Linked DNA regions of Mus musculus: regions 1 and 2 are each linked to region 3. A link is a contact called in public Hi-C and promoter capture Hi-C data. All regions are on one chromosome and are shown on one strand. The core of a region is the stretch at or near the end of the contact, and the rest is flanking DNA. Distances in the headings are between cores, read along the strand shown. Region 1 overlaps Gm30687 (a long non-coding RNA gene). Region 2 overlaps Gm30687 (a long non-coding RNA gene). Region 3 holds the start of Clec14a (C-type lectin domain family 14, member a).

The links. Promoter capture Hi-C pulls out the DNA fragments that hold promoters and counts their contacts. A called contact is a pair of places that touch in the nucleus more often than the background predicts.
Region 1: a Hi-C map of uterus shows a contact between it and region 3, with 3 times the contacts expected there. The contact joins the enhancer-like site here to the promoter of Clec14a in region 3. A contact is called at or near these places in 13 of 39 promoter capture datasets (the 3T3-L1 cell line, 3T3-L1-derived adipocytes, cranial neural crest and 7 more), 3 of 484 Hi-C or Micro-C datasets (all in uterus), 2 of 115 datasets of contacts at active chromatin or transcription factors (cardiomyocytes and embryonic limb bud) and 3 of 9 other capture datasets (adipose tissue, embryonic stem cells and pancreatic islet).
Region 2: a promoter capture Hi-C map of second pharyngeal arch cranial neural crest shows a contact between it and region 3, with 5 times the contacts expected there. The contact joins the enhancer-like site here to the promoter of Clec14a in region 3. A contact is called at or near these places in 18 of 39 promoter capture datasets (the 3T3-L1 cell line, 3T3-L1-derived adipocytes, the HPC-7 cell line and 10 more), 2 of 484 Hi-C or Micro-C datasets (embryonic fibroblasts and nephron progenitors), 3 of 115 datasets of contacts at active chromatin or transcription factors (cardiomyocytes, embryonic limb bud and stem cell-derived neural progenitor cells) and 2 of 9 other capture datasets (adipose tissue and embryonic stem cells).

The regions. Positions count from the first base shown.
Region 1 is chr12:58,554,629-58,559,080 of GRCm38.p6, forward strand. The region is part of intron 1 of Gm30687 (a long non-coding RNA gene); the gene reads left to right. Among named protein-coding and RNA genes, the nearest start is that of Gm40427, 39 kb to the left of the region's middle. Within about 2 kb of position 1,628, at least 30 of the 459 cell types and tissues checked have an H3K27ac peak or open chromatin away from gene starts, as enhancers often do. A contact at or near this core is called in adipose tissue and uterus, where this site is marked.
Region 2 is chr12:58,637,332-58,642,183 of GRCm38.p6, forward strand. All of the region lies in intron 1 of Gm30687 (a long non-coding RNA gene), which reads left to right. Among named protein-coding and RNA genes, the nearest start is that of Gm40427, 120 kb to the left of the region's middle. Within about 2 kb of position 2,375, at least 2 of the 459 cell types and tissues checked have an H3K27ac peak or open chromatin away from gene starts, as enhancers often do. A contact at or near this core is called in second pharyngeal arch cranial neural crest, where this site is marked.
Region 3 is chr12:58,266,830-58,271,124 of GRCm38.p6, forward strand. It overlaps Clec14a (C-type lectin domain family 14, member a), which reads right to left and starts at 2,429. Exons shown (of 1, transcript NM_025809.5): 1 at 1-2,429. The coding sequence starts at 2,005. The coding sequence ends at 626.

The DNA of each region.
Region 1 (4,452 bases), core at 378-2,877, 290 kb after region 3:
TGTTTTATTGTAGCTAAAGGTTAAAGTGAAACTTTTATTACCCGTGATGGCTTTATTCTCAGACCAAGTCCAATATATCAAGATAGATATAAGAAATAACTTATTTTAAACCCAAACTGAGCACCAGACCCAGCCATCTCAAGGGAGAATATCGATGTGCTGTTGAAGGGGTTTCGATGGAACGGCTCCTCACATCTGTGTTTATGTTGCTAGTACAGTCACTGCCTCTGGCAAAGAAAATAGAAAATCTGTAGCTCATTTCTCCCTTGATTGCAAAATGACAGATAAATGTTCATATATATCTGTCTTTGGGTGGTTCAAATAAACTTAGATTGTACATCCAAACCAAACCCTGAGAAGCTATTTGAAAATAAAGTGTAAGAAACTATCTCCTGAGCATCCCAAGGCCTCAGCAAGCCAGATCCTTTTCACTGGAGAATTTTATAAGGAAAAAAAAATCTTTCTGATTTCTCCCAGCTACCACAAAGGGGTAGTGAGCACTGGGCTGTTTCCAAGCCTGATATTTCTCCTCCACTGAAGAATTTGTACCAGGATTAAGTAGTGTGTGTAACGGCCAATCACTAGAGAAGTTATGTTGCTGGATATGCTCCACAGGACGACCATCTGCCGTGCTCTTAATATTTTACTACCAAATTTACTCACATGTAAAAATTTATGCCATTTGCTTATTAAAATCAATAAGAACATCGAAACCCTTCCAGTGGTCCAAACAGATGAAGTCAAGCTAGCAGTTACAGAGTTCTATAAGTCAAGATGGCAGTTACAAAGGTCTATAAGTCCAGCTGGCAGTTACAGAGTTCTATAAGCTTCTGCTTCACATTAATTTTGTGTTTTATTTAGCTATGCGTGAGGAGCCTCCCTAACATAGAAACTTGAAATTGGAAATGTTCGAAAGCACAAAACTTTTTAAACACTGACATGAAGATGCAAGGTAAAAATGATCACTACAGAGCTTTGTTTCAACACAAATTTTCGAAGAAAACTCTAAAATTATTTTTAGGCTATGTGCACAGAGTATCTATGGGGCACATTAGATTTAATGTTCACATTCAGATCCTACCCCCAACATATCTCAGTAGAAATAGAAAAATATTCTAAAGTCAGAGAAGAAAGCCTGAAATCCCAAACACTTCTGGTTCCTACAATGTTGGATAAAGAATGCTTTACCCTTTTCATTTTTTAAAACATAATTTATACAGATGACTAATAGTGACAGCATGAGATGTAGCGTTAGGGTGCACATTAATTAAAATGCCCAAATCTCTGAACATTTTTGTTTTGTGGGATTGAGGACAGGAGACATTTTTGGTTTTGGGGAATACTAAGCCCAGTGTAGTCTGACTTCACTTTGCCTCACCCCCCACCCCCCCAAAAAAGAGAAATTTAACTGTTTTTAATAACTACTACATTGGGAGGTTAGTAGGAAACCATCTTTTCAAAATTGATTTTCTATCTAAAATCATTTTATGTTACTTCTTAGGCAAGAAATGTGTAGCTGGGCCACTGGTGAGGGCATTGCCTCTCAGTTTCTGACTCACCCTTCCTTCCACACTGGGTTTTTTGGCAATGCTGAATGTGTGCATTAGCATTCCACAACACAGAGCACTGGGAAGAAAGAACATCTGCAGAGAGATTTATTTGTTTGCTGTTCCTGTGAGCATCATCCCAGCCAACTTTCTTTATCTTATGGCGAAAGCACTTCCCCACCCTGAAGCTCAATCAGTTTGCAGTTTTGCCAACCTCTGTAGAACTGGCCTCATTCTCTCCTCCTTCCCTGGAGATACCAATGCCATTCAGAGAGTTCTCAGACTTGGAAGCCTGGATCTCAAGTTTATGGAGAACTTCCTCTGATCATAGAGACTCTAATACAGCATGCCCCAGTTCTTCCACAGAACTCTGGATTCCAATTCTTACAGAGTAACACTAGCAACATATCCCCTTAGCTCAGTGATTCTCAACCTTCCTAATACTGTGACACTTTAATACAGTTGCTCAAGTTGTGGTGACCCCAGCCATAAAATTATTTCATTGCTACTTAAAAGTATAATTTTGCTGCTGTTATGAATCATAATGTAAATATTTGGGGAGATAAAAGCTTGCCAAGGAGTTACAGCCCACAGGTTGGGAATTGCTGCCTCAGCTCATTTAGCCCTAAAAGTAGGCCCCATTCCTCCAAATTTATCATGCCTCGGGATCATCTATAAACCCATGAGCCACATTAGGAGACAGTCTCATTCGGCATGTCTGTAGTGGGTCTTGATATTTCCTCTCTAACAAGCTCCTAATCAACATAGCAACCGCAGGTGTGAATTTGCCTTGGATCCTGTCTGGAGGCTTTAACACAGTAGGTGCATTAAGGTCTTAGGCAAAAGGAAAACAGAATGTGGTTAGGCTGGCACTTGCCGTGATAATACTGTCAATCAAATGATTTCAAGATAGTTATCATGGAATCCTTTGTTGGCCCAGAAAGTAGCTGAACATGAACAGTAATGTGGATAAATTCTTCTGAGTGCACCGACTAGTTTACAGAAAATAAATGGTCACCGTGAGGTTCTCTTTTAAAGTCATAGCAGAGAATTCCTTTTCCTCTGCAGCCCTAATAGTAGCTAATTTCTTTTGGCAACAGAACTGATATAAAGAAACACTAGGTGTATTGTTGTGATTAAAAGGATTGGTAATCACTAAAAACATCTGCAAGTTTTGACTCAGGACCCTGGGGAAGAATAAAGACATCTGGCTGGACTGGGGTGAAGCTCAGATTTTCAACTCAAGTATTTCAAGTTACTCCGGAACATTTTGCCATTGGAGGTTTACCAGCTGTATCTGGAGAGAATAATCTGCCTGTGAGAGGGTAATGTCCTCATCTAAAACGATTGTTTAGGGAAAACGCCCTCAAAAGGAATGTCCATTATACCAACAATCTCTTATTACCAACCAGTAAGCTGCTAACTAGAATCAGGTCTCGGTATGCTATTATTGTTATCATTTGCTACTGCTGTTGTTGTTGTTATCTGTGAGGACACATGTGTGTTCCATTAGTTGACTTTTTTATTCCCCTGTAGTATCTGGGAATCAAACACAGGTCATCTGGTTTGTGCAGCAACAGTTTTATCCACTGGGTCATCTCACTGCACGCCACACACACACACACACACACACACACACACACACACACACACACACACATTTGAAAATCTGATTAAATTAATGATGTATCAGTGAGAGACAGAAGAGGATGGTTTGAATTTTTTCTTCTATTGACTTTAACATGGAAAATTTTTTCCCTTGGATAAGCAACTGAAGATAACCTAGAGAAGCTGAAATAAACCAAGAAATTGGATTTTCTCTGAGGCCACAAGGAATACAGTCTTGCCAATATCTTGATTCTAAATCTAAGACAATAAATTTCCCATGGTTTCTTACAACATCAAAAGAAGACTATGTACTAGCTTGTCTTTAGTATCCACCAAAGGCACTGGTTTAAGAGTTGGTCCCCAGCTAGGCACACTGGAGAGGTGATGGAAACCTGAGAAGGTGGGGCGCATGCGCATGTCTTCAGGTCACTGAGGGAATCTCGCCTGAAGGCTGTTATATACAATGGAGCATCAGCCTCTTCATAGCCCTTTGGCTTCTCAGACATGAAGTGAGTGGTTGGCTCTACCACATCTTCTTGCCATGACATACTGCTACTGTCCAGAGTAACAGGGCCAACCAGTCACAAACCTACACACCCGAAAGTGGGCCATAGTAACCTTTTTCTCTTCATAAACTGTCTCAGATTTTTTTTCCTCCAGCTACAGAAGGTACATAGTATATATTATAATGACCATGCTGATTGCACTCAAAGCCAAGTATCTTATCTGCCTAAATGCAATATAGGTAAAAAAAAAAAAAAAAGTGAGAAGAGAAGTTCTAAAAAAACTTAAGGACCAATAAAAGTTCATAAAATATTAAAATACTGTGGTTACTAGTTACTCATATAGTGGTTGTGGTGTGTACAATTTTATCTGGTTGGTATAGAACAATGTATTCTGCTATTTTGACTTTTTTTCGCATGTTTGTCAGCTTTAAATGTCATGTTGTTGCCACGGTCTCAATAAGTAACTCAGGCTGATGGGTAACAGAAAGCCACCTGCCTGCCTCTGCCTTTCAAATGATGGGAATGCCGGCAGGAACCACCAAACATGCTGCAACTGACAAAGAACTCCTTTAGAATGTATGAGCCAACTCCGAGTTTCCACCAACCAAAGAGCTAAGAATGCTGTTAGCTAGCACCCATGCCTGAGTCTTTTCTGCTTTGGCTAACCCACCCACCTGATGTGCCCATCAATATATTTGTATTTAAAAAATGTCTTGATTTAGGATGTTTTTGTTGTGCAACGACTACAACTCCAGGAAACTGCTCTCATCTGAGAACATGAAGATTTGGGG
Region 2 (4,852 bases), core at 1,125-3,624, 370 kb after region 3:
TTGAATAGAGGTGTGGCCCTGAAATTAAAGCTAAAAAATAAATAAATCCCTTGGCCTTCTGACATCTGTGAAGCTATGGCTGCTACAGTCTTGGGACTGCGGGAAAGCTTCTTCAGACCCCAGGGTTTCCAGGCACCTTTTCCTCTCTGAAGTTTCTCTCATGCTTATTTTTCACTCACTCATTTCAGCTACTTCCTGAGGCCTTTGGTGCCGCATGAGTTATTACCACCTTCAAAAATTCTCCAAGAGTCAATGTTGCCTTCTCCTTTTCTGATGTGGATCTCCTTGAGATTCTTGCAAAAGCAACAATAAGCATGTACATTTGTTGAGCCTCTGTTGTTCTGACAGTTTCAAAGGTCTCCCAGGTGTTGTCACCCAAGGTCTTTTAGGGACAGAGCAGCCCTTCACAGCCTCCCTCTGCATGTCCTAGATCAGACAGCTGGGTCTATTTTGTGAACTAGAGACTACTCTAAAACCAAATGTCACAATATAGAAACACTGTATCTGTCTTCTTTATTTGTAAATGCAGCATAAAGAGACACTTTTTAATTACCAGACAAGACTGCTGCTTTCGTTTGTAGCTGGATCACCAGGCAATCCCCTCCCTCTGTCGTGAATTCATTGATTCACTATCACGGCATCACTTTGCATAATAATGATTAACCATTTCTATCATCCGGACACTTCCACACGTTTAACCAAGTCTCCTTCCTAACACTCCTGAGAGGGAGATAAGCTTATTATCACTTTATGGGAAATCAAGCCAGAGCAGAATCATTAAAATCATCTCTGTGTGGTGGAGAAAGCTGATGTAGACATTAAGTTAATGGCTCCCTCTTCTGAGATTATCGAATCACACCTAACTCCTTTAGGAAAGTTAGCAGAATTTTACTGATCTGAAGAATGGCTTTCTCATGTCCAGTGACATAATGGATTTGTACAGTATCTAGAAAAAGTCATCTTTAAACAGAAACTCTGACAACTGAATATTTCAAGCATTAGTATATTAATAGTAGAATATGATTATAATTCATATATTATATTCCTACAAACTTGCTCCATTTTATTCATAATGTTCGACTGTTGTTGAACTTGTGAGTTGGTTTAAGCTTCAAGAACAGAGTGGCCCCTAGTGGTGAACCACTTCAAATTTTCAACAGGTACAAGTCAAATGTGTCACTAGTTATTTGTTATGATAACCACTTCATGAATGAGAACCCTACTGTCGCTACCTGTCAAGAAATGTGATTCTTTCGGAGTTAGGAATCTCACATTTCAAACATGTACAATCTAAAAATGTTGACAGGATGCAAGCAAACTATATGTGTGTATATACATACATACATGCATACATATATACATATATGCATGTATGTATACATACATACATATGTCCTATCTGACATGCTTTAAAACATGGTGCAAAGGGCAATTTGTTTCTTCCTAAATAATTGCACATGTGTAATAATATGATAATACCCCTCCTAAGATAACAACTCAAGAATTATCTACCACCAATCACCTGTGTAAGCAGTACCTTGACTTTAAAGCTCTTAAAAATGCAAGCATGGAGACCAGGGAGCTAGTCATGCTAATTAACTCACTGTGCCCATAACAAATTAATTTTGAGTGAGGAACAAGCAACTAGAGAAAAAGGCCAAAGTCTCAATTAGTTAATCCAAATGCAACATAATTATTCTCAGAAGTCCTTTGCCCTTTAGAATAAAATAATCAAGTCAGAGTGTCAGGAGCAGGGATCAACCAATGTTGACAGCTTGGAATTGTTCCTTTGCATCCCAGTTTGAAGCTCTGTTCCACAATAGAAAGATTTGTTGACTGGAGACAGCAGCATTGACAGGGTGTCATAGACTATCCATAACAAGCTCCACCCTCAGAGAACTCATCTAAGAGGAGAGGCTGGCAGTTCCTCCACTAGCCAAATTCCTGTTTCAAACTTGCTTCTCACAGGAGAACTAAATTGGACAGGTCCTGCTCAAGGCACTTGGCAACCATCTTCAATCACAAAGTTGTGGACATGAGTCTGCTGCACACTTGACAGTATTTTATAAAACATATTTTATAGTTCTAATAAATTAATGTGGATACTGTTTTGAATGTTTAGAAAGTGAAAGTATGAAGGAAAGTATTCCTAACAACTGGCCACCTAGTTCTTTTATCAATTCTTCTCCTTATCAGAATCTCCAATGGCAAGGGAGGCAGCAGGGGCAGGGGCAGGGGCAGGGGCAGGGGAAAGGCAGAGGCGCAGAGGCAGAAGCAGAGGCAGAAAGGCAGAGAGAGGCAGAGAGAGGCAGAGGCAGAGGCAAGGCAGCAGCTGGGAAAGCAGCAGCTACCACAGGGCCTCTTGGGACTCTCACATTTATACCTTCTCCAGACTTTCCAGAATTAAATTATCTCCAGCTGACAAAAATCATGCCCTTGCCTTTGCCAGAGGCAAATCATAATCACCTGTTGTGAAACAGCCTCTTAACCCATACCTGGAACAAAAACAAAAACATTTTCACATAACTGGGTTTTTAAGAAACCAAAATTCTCTCTACACATTCTTACTACACATTATGAAAATACCAATTAAAAGACAAGATAAACAGCTTGGATTAGAAGACAGAATTTATCTTATTGCTGCATCCAAAAAAAACCACTTCCCTACTATGTTTTTACCATCAAGAGACCACTCCAGGGGAAAGGTATTCCAAGCAAGTGGACACAAGAAGCAAGTAGGTGTAGCCATTTTAATATCTGATAAAAATAGACTTCAAACCAAAACTAATAAAGAGATGGAGAAAGAAACTACATTCTCATCCATGGAAAAAAATCCACCAAGATGATATTAAAGTTCTAAGCATTTATATGCTAAACACAAGAACATCCAAATTCATAAAAGAAGCACTACTATACCTAAAATCACATATTGATTCTCACATAGTGGCTACCCTCAATCCTCCACTCTCTCACCAATAAATATGTTACCCAGAAAAATAACTAGAGAAATCCTGGAGCTAAATGATGTCAAAACCCAAATAGACCTAACAGATAATTACAGAACATTCACCCAAACACTAAAGAATACACTTTCTTCTCAGAAGCTCGTAGAACTTTCTCCAAAGTTGACTACACATTTAGACATGAAAGAAGTCTCAGCAGGCACAAGTAAATTAAAATAACCCTCTGCATCCTATCTGATCACCATAGATTAAAGCTGTATATCAACAAGAGAAATATACAAAATTATAGATATCGAACAACTCAGTACTTAATGAAAAATGTATCAAGACAGAATTCAGGAAGAAAATTAAAAACTTTAGAAGTGGACAGAAAGAGAGAGAGGGTTTGGGGCAACAGAACCAAAATATGGAATAAAATGAAGGAAGTTCAAAGAGACAAGTTCATAGCATTAAGTGCCTACATCAAAAAAAGAAAAGAAAGAAAAAGAAAAGAAATTTCATATTACTAACCTAGTGACACATCTGAAAACTCTATAAGAACAAGAATGAATAAGATCCAAAAAGAGAAGATGGCAAAGTGATAGTAAAGCTCAGGGCTGAAGTCAGCAAAGTAGGAACAGCACAGCAAAGTACGAAGAATCAAGGAAAGGAAAAGTTGCTTCTATGAGAAAATCTACAGGACTGCCAAATCCTTAGCTAAGCTAATTAAAAATTAGAAAGAGAATGTACACATCAATAAATTTAGAGATAAGGGGGATAACGAAAACCAACACCAAGAACTGACTCATAAGGACATACTTTTAAAAACCTGTACTCTACCAAACTGGAAAACATAAAAGTTAATTTCCTAATACTTTTTATGATACCACTACCCTGATATCATTGCCATACAAAAAAAATCAACAACACAAACAGAAAATTATAGACCAATTTCTATTATGAATGTAGAAGCAAAAATTATCAATAAAATACCCTCACAAAAAAAACAAACCATATTTAAAAAAAAAAAATCCACCATGACCAAATTGGCTTCATCTCAGAGATGCAGGAATGGGTCAACATATTTAAACCAAAAAGATAAATCCACCACATAAAGAAATTAAAAACAAAAGCCACATGATCATCTTCTTCTATGCAGGAAAGTCTGTGAAAAAATTCAACACCTCTTCCTTCTGTTGAGATTAGGGATGTGGTGGACAAGCCTCAGCATAGTGGCAATTTACAGCAAGCCCACAGCCAACATCAATCTACATAGGAAAAACTCAATGAATTTCCACCGAAGTCAGTAATAAAACAAGGATGTCCACTCTTTCTGATCCTATTCAATATAGCACATAAGAATCTTAGCTGGATGCTTACCCCTGTGGTTGAATTAGGGAAAAGCTGAAACAAGCTGAGGAGAAGGGAGACCCTGTAGGAGGACCAGTCTCAGTTAATCTGGACCCCCAAGATCTCTCAAACACTGGACCACCAACCAGGCAACATACACCAGCTGATATGTGGTCCCCAACACACATACAGTAGAGGACTGCCAGGTCTGTGTTCTTTCAGAGAAGATGCACCTAACCCTCAAGAGACTGGAGGCCTCAGGGAGTTTAGAGGTCTGGTGGAGTCAGGGTTGAAGGATGGGGATTGTCTCCATAGAGACTGGGGGGGGGGGGTGGCAGGGAGGAGGTGTGGAATGTAGAACAGTCAGAGGGTGGACCAGGAGGGAAATAAAATCTGAAGTGTAAATAAATAAATTAATTAAATATTAAATTAGAAAATCTTAGCTGGAGCAATTAGATGACTAACTGAAATAGATCAAAGGGATGTAAATAGGAAAGGAAGAAATCAAAGTACGGCATCTAAAAATAATATACATACCCTAATTGACCCTAAAAATCCCA
Region 3 (4,295 bases), core at 1,179-3,678:
ATAAAGGGAAACTTCACTAGTTCTGAAGGAGCTGGTGTATAAAGACTTTTCCCCCAAAGCTCAGAGTGTACCCTTGTGTGTCTTACCAGTAAACTCATAGCCAGTTGCTATCCTCAGAATGGTGTATTCCTAAATAACACCCTTTGTATAAGTCAAACATATGTTAGCCTAGGTTTTCAACAATGTTTTATTATTTGCCTCAAAATTTCAAGCTAATATATTCCTAGCCTGAATAATATAGATATTCCCTTCCCATTTTGGATGAAAAGAAATGTTCAAAAAATTATAGTGTTATTTATTTGTTCCCAGTACTGGAAATATTCAAGCATTTCTTCAAATTCCCCCAGAGAATAGGAAAATGTCTCTTGCCATTTTTTACCCTGTCTTCCAATACCAGCCCACAGCTTCCACCTCTTCCCCTTTCAGGGAACAAGTGTCTCTTTCAGATTTAGCACAAAATAAAATGTATGGGAAGGAGGACTTCCACAGTAATCACTGAAAATTTTCTTCTTTCCCCAATTGTTGGGACTGAAAAAGTCTAGGCAAGATGTGAGCATTGAGGTGTTTCCCTAAGTGTCCCGATCCAAGAGCGCACCCAGCCAGTGAAGAACCTAAGCTCAGTCCTTCAGGCCACAGTCCCACTCTTCACTCCAATGTCAGTGCATTGTGTAGAACTGTGGTGCAAAGAGGTAGCCTCGGCATCACATTCCACACCTGGTGAGTCCAAAGCTCCCTTCCCTGTCCTGGAGGAACGGCTTTTGTGGAAGCAGAGTTTGAAAAGCCCCAGCACTGTAATGGTCAAGACGACCAAAACGATAACTGCTATGCTCACAAGTATGAAGACCACCGTGGAAGAGGTGTCGAAAGTCAGAGAAACAGGGGGCGAAGATGTGTAGTTCAGGACCACGCTTCCTGATGGTGTGCCAGTGACTTTTGGCTTGGTTTGTGGGGTCTTTTGAATAGTAGGTAAAGTACTCTGTGTTCCCCACTGAAGAATCTCAGTGACCTGTGGCATCTCTCCTGGCTTGTCATAGACCTGACCTGGCCATGTTCTGTTTGTCACAGCACCTGCTGGAGTGGCTGTTACATTCCTGGTGGGCAACTTGGTCCCCTCGAGGGTTAGCTGTTCTTCAACTTTGGTCTCACAAGAACGTCCGTCCTTCCCCAGCTCAAAGCCCACTGCACATTCGCAGGTGAAGTCTCCCAAGTGATCTAGACAGTCAGGGAGCTCCACACACTTGCCAGCAAGGAGGTACCTCCCGGAACAGGGGCAGAGCACTGTCCCAGGGAAAAGCCCGTCCCAGTGTGCGCTTGTCTCTTCCTGGATGCAGGTGGACGAAACAGAAAGGTCCCCAGGACACATCGCACTCACCTCTGTCCCAGGAGGGCTGAAGTCCAGCGCGGAGCTGCTCAGCCGGAAGGGAGCTTGGAAACTCAAATTAGAGGCGGCTCCTGGGCGAGGTGCAGGGCACAGAACCTCAAACTGGTACTTGCATAGGTAGCCATCGGTGCGCAGATGACAGCGCATCTCCTTCCAACCAGCAGGCTCCACTCCCCTGGTGGCCTGGAGCGCAGCGCACTTTCTCACTGTACAGGAACGTTGTGGCTCTTCCACCCACGGTAGTGGGCTGTCCTCTGAGTCTTCTGAGTCCGGGTGCAACCAGGAGAAACCCCTTAAAGGCTCTTTCTCCTGAGTGCACTGTGAGATGCTGCGTTCCAGAGCCACCCAGAACAGAAGATCTTTGGAGCCTCCGCCAGGCCCGGGACCTGCACGCAAGAGCAGGAGCACAGCTTGAAACTCCGAGCCTGAGTGCACGGTGCTGAGAGTCCCGCCCCTTAGGCTGCAGGCCTCCTCCGCCGCCCTTCTCTTGAAGGTAGCGTGGTGAAGGCTGTAGCAAGCCCCCGAGGCCGAACAAGCTGCGCGATCGGCCGTGGGATGCTCCCCATTCCCTGGCCGAGGCCAGAACGCAGGACAGAGGAGGCACAGGGCAAGCGCTGGCCTCATCCTGGAGACTCAACATGCAGCTGCTCCCAAGTCCTCTGGTTTGCTGGAGGGCACGGAGCTTTCTCTAAAGTCACCGCCCTCTACAGCCCTTTCTACCACTATGTGTGCCCTCCCCTCGCCTCTCTTGAGCCCTCATCCTCCAACAGCTGAAAACTCCGCCACAACACTCCCTTGGCCAACTGCTTTCCCTAGGCCGTGACAGGAAATGTGTCCCAGAGCCCTGCCAGGCTCTTTTTGGCCCTGATTTATTCAGGGGTCAGGAACACAGCTGGCGCCTCAACGCTGGGCCAAGGGGGTCCAATGCCCCGCTTAGATAAGCAGGAGAAAAGAAGTTTGCCACCGGGATCAAGTGAGGCTCTTTTCTTGCTCACACTTATCTGGACTTTGGATCTCAGAATGCAGTGATGATCGTGGGCAGGAACCATAAGCCCACACCCGCCTATTGTGTTTATGTCCGGGACTGTGGAGCTGGCGTCAGTATAATTTGTAGACTGTTCCAGGCTTCCAGGAGGTTTCCTGAGCATGGTGCTGGGGGAGGGATCTTGTGAGGAATGTTCCTACTTCTTTCTAAGCTGGAGGCCTCACTAGTAAAACCACTGATCTCTAGGGGCAGCTCTCTTTCTTTACTGTGCCAAAGGAAACCCAGACGTGCAAATTGCCAGTCAAGGGGCCTAGAATTCCTTGGGGGCATTTTCAATGGAAAAATAGCTCCTCTGTTTGGCACTTGCCTTAAAGTTTAATTTGTACTTCTATTTGTTTATTTTTTAAATACCGGTGTTGGCTGGTTGGGGCAAATATTTACATCGAGGTGACAAACAATAGCCACAGGTCCTGATTATGGTGGTTTCCTCACCAGTACATGTGCTCAAACCCTCTTGAGGATATTAGGTCATATGCGAATGAGTTCACGGTCTTATAAAATCACATCTGTATGTGATTTTTATCCTTGAACTATGGAAAATCACAGCTCCTGTGATTATCTGCCAACATTTATAGAAGAAAAGTGTAAAAGGACACAAATAAAAGCTCAAAAATTTTTATTTTGAAAATCAAACTATTTATTCAATCATAATGCACATTCGACACCGGAAAATAATACTCTGTAATTTGAAAAATGATTGAATCAGCTACTCCAGGTTCCAATGGCTGTTTTGTTTTAATGTGCACACTTGCTCATTGGGAAGTGTGGGAGAATTAAAGAAAGAAAGGTTTGGGGGGAAAAAAAGGTTAAAATCAGCATTATTGTTAGGTTTCAATCTGGGACAAATGACTGAGTTGCCTATTTACCATATCAAAGAGGACACTGGCTACCAGGTTCTCTTGGCATCCCTTGGTCCCTATCTGTTACAGAGCCCTCCTGGCTGGCATACCCCATCCCATTTCCTGAACTCTCCATCACAGAGACCTGGGCTGTCCTTCTGATCTGGTTACCCACTCTCTTTGTACCTTTGGACTCTTGGCTGCTGCACCTGGTTCCCTCTCTTCCCTCTCCTCTCCCCTCCCCATCTCCCCACATGGGCCTAGCTATTTCTACAGTAAACCTCCTCCACCATACCTAGGAAGAAGGTCATGTCTTATCATTTCTTTTTTATTATTTTCATTCAATTATGAATGTTCTTTTATGTTTGTAGCAATTTAGAGAATGTTATACACTTATAATGACATGTGTCACTTGTCTGTCTTGATTCACAATGGCAAATGTCATGTGCTTAGAAACAGACTACATTTAGCCCTCTTAAAGAGGCAACCTGCTTGTAAGTGTTCGAAACCAGAATGGAAGTTGCTATCTCTAATGTGTTCCTATGCACGTTTTCACTTGCTTTGCTGCGCTGAATTGAACTGTTTTCGTTAACAAGAGGCAAGAAGAGGATGTCAAGATAACCTGTGTATGTTCCCTCCTGTTTTTGTTATTACTATCACATCCGGGAATTCCTTGTATCCCAAAAGGAGACAGTAAACATGAAAAATTGTCATCAAACTAGCCTGCTCTTTCGGACTGAGGAGTTGCACAAGGATTTTTCTTCTACCCTTTGTGTTTCCCAACTTAAATGACATTCCTCAATTCTTTCTAATATCTGGGACATACAAAATGGCTTTGCATTTAGCTGGAGGAACTTTGTGTCTTATAAGAAAGAACTATGAAAAGTCCAGAAATCTAACTGAGTCAATGTTTACAGTACTTAATCACATGGATCAGTTCTATATGCCTTTGCAAGCCCATGACTGTGAATTGGACATGTGTCCAGGAATTGTGACGTATTTTGACAAAAGCGTTTTCAAAGCTGAGTAG